2 separate regions of the Alosa sapidissima genome follow, and region 1 is linked to region 2. The links are chromatin contacts, called in public Hi-C maps. All regions are on one chromosome and are shown on one strand. Each heading gives the region's core, a stretch centred on a gene start, on an enhancer-like site or on the middle of the called end of the contact. The rest is flanking DNA. Distances are from core to core; before and after follow the strand shown. Region 1 holds the start of cdkn1bb (cyclin-dependent kinase inhibitor 1Bb). Region 2 holds the start of kcnq1.2 (potassium voltage-gated channel subfamily KQT member 1).

Region 1 (2,700 bases), core at 1-2,500, 170 kb before region 2:
AATAGAAATCCTGACTGGAAAAACACTTGAAATTCGCATTTAATCTAATGCGCAGGTGGGTGGGATAAGCAATAACGTGGATGAAATTGATGGAAACTGGTGCTTGATGGTTTAGTCACATATTCGCATTTTTGCAGTTTTGATTGATCCCACGGAACTTCTCCCTTGATTAGCCGAATGTCGTACAAGAATGTCGTACAAAACAGTGGATGGAGACTTGGCACATTTTCTTATAGACAGATAGATATAATAACATATTGCCAGGACCTGATATTAATTAAATGTTACCACACATTAAGTTCAGATTTAACGTTAGACATATGTCTTCCTGCTCCAGTAGGCCTAGCCTTTATACTTTTCATTCTCCACCAGGAGATAATGCATTGAGAGCTTAAGGGCAGGGGCTGGCTGAATATGCAGCAGTAAAGTTGAGGTTTTAGTATTCATCTCTACAAGAGACATACATGTTCAAATTCATTCAATTGCATGACATTTGTTGTGGCTGGGTTTTATAAATGGTCTATATTTCGAAGTATGAACATAATGGAGGCTGCAAGTGGCACGGAACACAGATAGGCACATATAATATACATGGGCGTTGGATGGCATACGAAAATAAATGTAGAAAAGTAGGCCTATTGCCAACTAAAATGAGCTTTAACTCTTCACCAGATGCTACCGGGCTCGTTTTTTATTGACACGTGTTTTACCACTCCTGCATTGCTAAATATCTTCATTCTGATAGTCACATATGGCACATCGTCAGTAGCTTGCCAAAATTTTTTTCTGAGTGTTGTCACACTTCTACGCGACTTTATTACCCAACTGCAGCGGGTAATTTTCAGTGTTGACAAGCATCCTGCCTATGCAAAGTGTTGGCTATAGTGTTTTCAGCTTCACACTTATTATGATCATTTCCGAACATCGCAATTTATTCTGTAAGAAAGGAGCTTTTGCCCACACGTGAGCGTCGATTGGCGCCCTAGTGGTAGCCTATTATCTGCATGAGCATTCGTAAACAAAACACTTCTCATCACTGTTGGTTGGAGTCAAAGCTCATTCAGTTTATTCTTCCAAAATAGTATAGCTTATTAAGGTGGAATTTTGGTTAAATGTGTACTTTTTAAGATAAATAAGACAATTATTTAAATGCGTTAAGGACGGAGTGTAAGGACTCATATTATCATTTGGTTCATGTAGAACATATTTTTAAAATTTAAAACAATAATAGAAGATTGTTATCCGTGGATATAACCAGAGTCAACTGCAAGTCAGAGTTGTGCCATACTTCAGCCAACACGAAATTGTTACATTTTCTCCGATTTTTCTCTACAATAATTGTTGTTTAATAATTTGTTTCTCTTCTTTTTCAGTCTAAAAGGCCTTTTTTCAGTCAAAGGTCATCTTTTTCTGTCGCGGTTATACATACGGAATGAATGTGTTAAGTAACACCTTAAGAGTTGTTGTGGGCGGGCTTTTAGACTTCACCCAATGAACATCTTTCTTTGGTTTAAATAGCCACGTCAATCATTTTCTCTCCAGTAAGCCTTTCCTTCAATCGCCATATTGGGCACTGAAAAGGCTTGTCTGTTATTTCCCTCTACCCTCTTACTACGACACGAAATTGACAGGAGTGGCTCTTGCAACTGCACTTTGTTTTGATGATCCGTGGAGATTACTTCTTCTGGCGTTTCCACATTGGCCGTTATTACTAGCGATTTGGGTTTTTGCATGGCATGCATGCGTTTTGGATGATCACTTATTTTACGTCTGTTTTGGAACGTGACCCAGGAGGACTTGCGTGGGGCTGAGGTTAAATCATCGTATTGTCTATTTTTCTGAAGAAGGAAAAATGTCCAATGTTCGCCTTTCAAATGGGAGTCCAACTTTGGGACGGATGGATGCTAGGTTATCGGATAACCCGAAATCTACAGCCTGCAGAAGCCTTTTCGGTCAGGTGGATCACGAAGAGTTAAAGAAGGATTTAAAGGGACGTTTGCAAGAGATGGAAGAGGCGGCTTCGGCGAGATGGAATTTCGATTTTTCAAGTCACAAACCGCTCCCGAACGGGAGATACAGTTGGATGACAGTGGATGACAGTCCGATTTTTTACAGATCAGCGAGTGACGTTACGGACAGTTGCCCCTCAGGGAATACAAATGTGGATTTGAATGGGAATCATAACTGTGTGGTAGTGGCACCCTGCAAGCATTCGGAGGAGAAGGATGACAGGTCTGAAAATCAAATGGATTTAAGAGACCAATGCAATGGGCAGAGGAAAAGGCCAGCATGCCACGGTAAGGACATTTCAGTTAGAGATCGCTAACTTTTTTTTTTTTTTTAGCAAATGTCATTTATTTAAGAGCGAATACATGCAAAATGAGGCTGAGTTCTGATATTGTGCTACGTTTGTAAACGAGACTATCGGAACTGATTCTGTCTACGAGCGTGGTAGCATGTTTACATTGTAGCTGTATATTGTAGAGCGTGGACGTCTGTTACTTTTGCCTGTCGTAGCCTAAATGTCTGCAGACATTTGTTCGGCGAATCAGCCAATGTATATAGTTGGGTCTATTACCTATGTTTCTGACAGAGTTTCTCTTTGTTTGTTAGATTCAACGTCTCAGAATAAAAAACCACACACCAGTCTGGATGACGTTTCTCGTTGTTCAGGTCTGACACAAGCTGTAGAACACACAC
Region 2 (2,700 bases), core at 185-2,684:
TCAACAATGTGTAATAAGCATTGTCTCTATGATATGATAAATTGATTAATACAAACCATCCTCAGGAAGGAAGAAGCAGAAAAACTAACATGGATGTACACTGTAGGGCATTTCAAGAGAGAAAGAGCAGTATATGACAGCAGTACATTATTTGTACTTGTTTGCTCATATTTGATACCATCAAATAATCACTATGATATCCATGCAGAAAATTGATAATGACCATGACAATGACGGCCCCCCACGAGGTCTCATTCCAACAAATCCAGCCCACTACTTAATATGAGTTTGACACCCCTGCAATAGACAGATATTAGATGGTTTGAAACCATGACACAGTTTTATGCATAGGGGCAGATTGTACAATCTAGCATGTAAGTGCAATTAATTCTTTAAAACAAACTCCTGCTTGAACTCGAACGTACATGTCACAAGTAAATGTTTCATGCATGAGCCAGCTGATCTCTTGACTGCGGTGTGGTCAGACAGGCAGCAAGTTGTGCTTAACAGGATCTTGTTGACCTCCTTTGTGGAGCCTTAGACTCATCAAGACGACCAGACCTAAGATGTCTCTCCTTTAGTTACTGGGAACAAACTGATATTCTTTACACTGTGTTCCTTAGCTGTAATTAAATCACCAGCAGGAATGCTGACACATGTGCCTCTTTAAAATGAGAGCAAAGCAAACGCTCGCTAGGAGACCAAAACATGGTTGCATCAAAGTAAATTCAATTCAAAGCAAAAACAAGTCAACTCTACATCTATGACATATTTTTGTTTTCTCTTTAACTGAAAATACATAATGAAAACAATCTGATTGTAAATGATTAAATATGGACAGTGCACAAATGCCATTGAGAGGATTGCACTGATGAACTGGGGTGGAGAAGGAAACTGGTGCCATTTCATATCTGAAGGTTAAGTTCAATATTGATCTTAATTTCACATAAATTACTGTAATTCAATAGCCCTCACTGTCCTAGATACTGGACAACACAACCACACCTGAAGAAATAACGGAATTGCATAATGAGGGGGGGGGGGGGGGGGGGGTGTAGCTACTCACACAAGGAAGTGGTAGAGGAAACATCTCAATCCAACAGGTCTTTCTAGGAAGTTGTAGACATCCCCCTGCATGCTAGTCTTAGTGAGGTAGGGGCTGGGGAAGTGTTTGGGTGAGCAGACCCCTCGCGGCTCGCCGGGCTGGCTGCAGGCGGGCTGGCTGTCGATCTGCAAGGCTCGCTCCTTTGTGTCACTCTGCTCCCTGTCGGGAATGCCTGATCCATTATTCACCGCGGGGTCCAGTTCCAGTGAAACAGGAGAGTAGCGCGTGCTGTCAGTGGCCCCTGCCTCCGCCGCGCTGCGCGTGGGGCTAAGCAGGGCGCTGGCGTGGCCGTTGGGTCCCGAGGCCTTGACCACGGCCGTGGCGGTCATTGTTCCCTCGCCACCACCGCTGCTCAGCCTACGCCCGCGGGACAGCATGTGTACCGGGCGTCCCCGTCGCTCCGCCACGCTGCCCATCACGGAGGGCAGAGACGGGTCTGGAGCTGCGCTGACCCGCACCACACCACACACGGATCACAGGGGGGGCGTGCAAACGCAGATGGTCCGATGAGCTCCGAATCACACGGACAGAACAACCTGGAGAGGAGCGGAGGGGGGAAAGCCGGGAAACAAATCAAAACAAAATCCATCATCAATCCAAATCCTACAGATCCTAGCCTGAATAAATCTACTTCACTCACCATTTAGGAAGTTATCTGAAAAGCAAAAAAAAAAAAAGTGCCTCTTCTGAACACTCAGGCCTACAAAAGCATACAGATTTGGAAAGATTAAACTAATTATCTTCTTTGTCTTAGCAGTCAAAAAAGAAATTTTAGACCTCCTATGACTCAATCACCTCCACCCAATACCTGGTGAAGAGATACACGTTGTACTTTTTAAGTAAAGGGCATGATACTCATCAAGGCTCAGATAAACCACCACAGTGATTCCATACCATCAATATTGCAAGACGGACATGGAGGGGATTAACGCTGTAATTTGGACACCTGACGTGAATGTTAGTACAGTTTTCTTGTTAACTTGCTGTAGGTTTATGTGTTGCATGGACAGTAATGTGACCATGGTTGTGTTATTAAAATGAAGTGTTTGATTCCATTTATAAAGAAAGCTTTCATTGTGAAAGCATATGAATAAGTTCCCATTTCAGTTCTAAATGGATGGGGTCCTTGTGTGTGTTGTGAATAGCAAAGATGGCCATAATATCTGGAATAACTGAAAATAGAGATAGTTATGACACAGCACATACAATGTTATTAATTTACATCATTACATTTCCCTCACAGCTAGATGTAATGGCACTTGAATACCAAGTCTGGTCCCCTTGGCAGGCCTCACTAACCAAATGAGACACACAATTATATGGTGGAGTCAAATACCCAGTTAATAAGGTCAAGCCTTTCCCTTAAAGGCAGCGATCCATCGCTGGAAAAGTGGCTAACAGTTGCTTGGTAGAGTGATAGGAAACATGTCTTTGTGAGCCAAAGGCAGCACCGAAACAGGAGCCAGCTCCACAGCACATGTCTGTCGTTGAGGGCAGCAGATGTGCTGACAGCCTTTGCCATGGCTCTGTCCCATAGATTAAGTTTCTCTGCCAAACTGGATAGTCATAGACCCAAACAATGGCTGTCACTGAGA

Evidence for each region. A called contact is a pair of places that touch in the nucleus more often than the background predicts.
Region 1: a Hi-C map of muscle shows a contact between it and region 2, with 3 times the contacts expected there. The contact joins the promoter of cdkn1bb here to the promoter of kcnq1.2 in region 2. A contact is called at or near these places in 2 of 2 Hi-C or Micro-C datasets (both in muscle).

What each region holds. Positions count from the first base shown.
Region 1 is chr11:35,505,785-35,508,484 of fAloSap1.pri, reverse strand. It overlaps cdkn1bb (cyclin-dependent kinase inhibitor 1Bb), which reads left to right and starts at 1,250. Exons shown (of 3, transcript XM_042110504.1): 1 at 1,250-2,297; 2 at 2,614-2,700. The coding sequence starts at 1,853.
Region 2 is chr11:35,334,428-35,337,127 of fAloSap1.pri, reverse strand. It overlaps kcnq1.2 (potassium voltage-gated channel subfamily KQT member 1), which reads right to left and starts at 1,434. Exons shown (of 19, transcript XM_042111329.1): 1 at 1,067-1,434. The coding sequence starts at 1,434.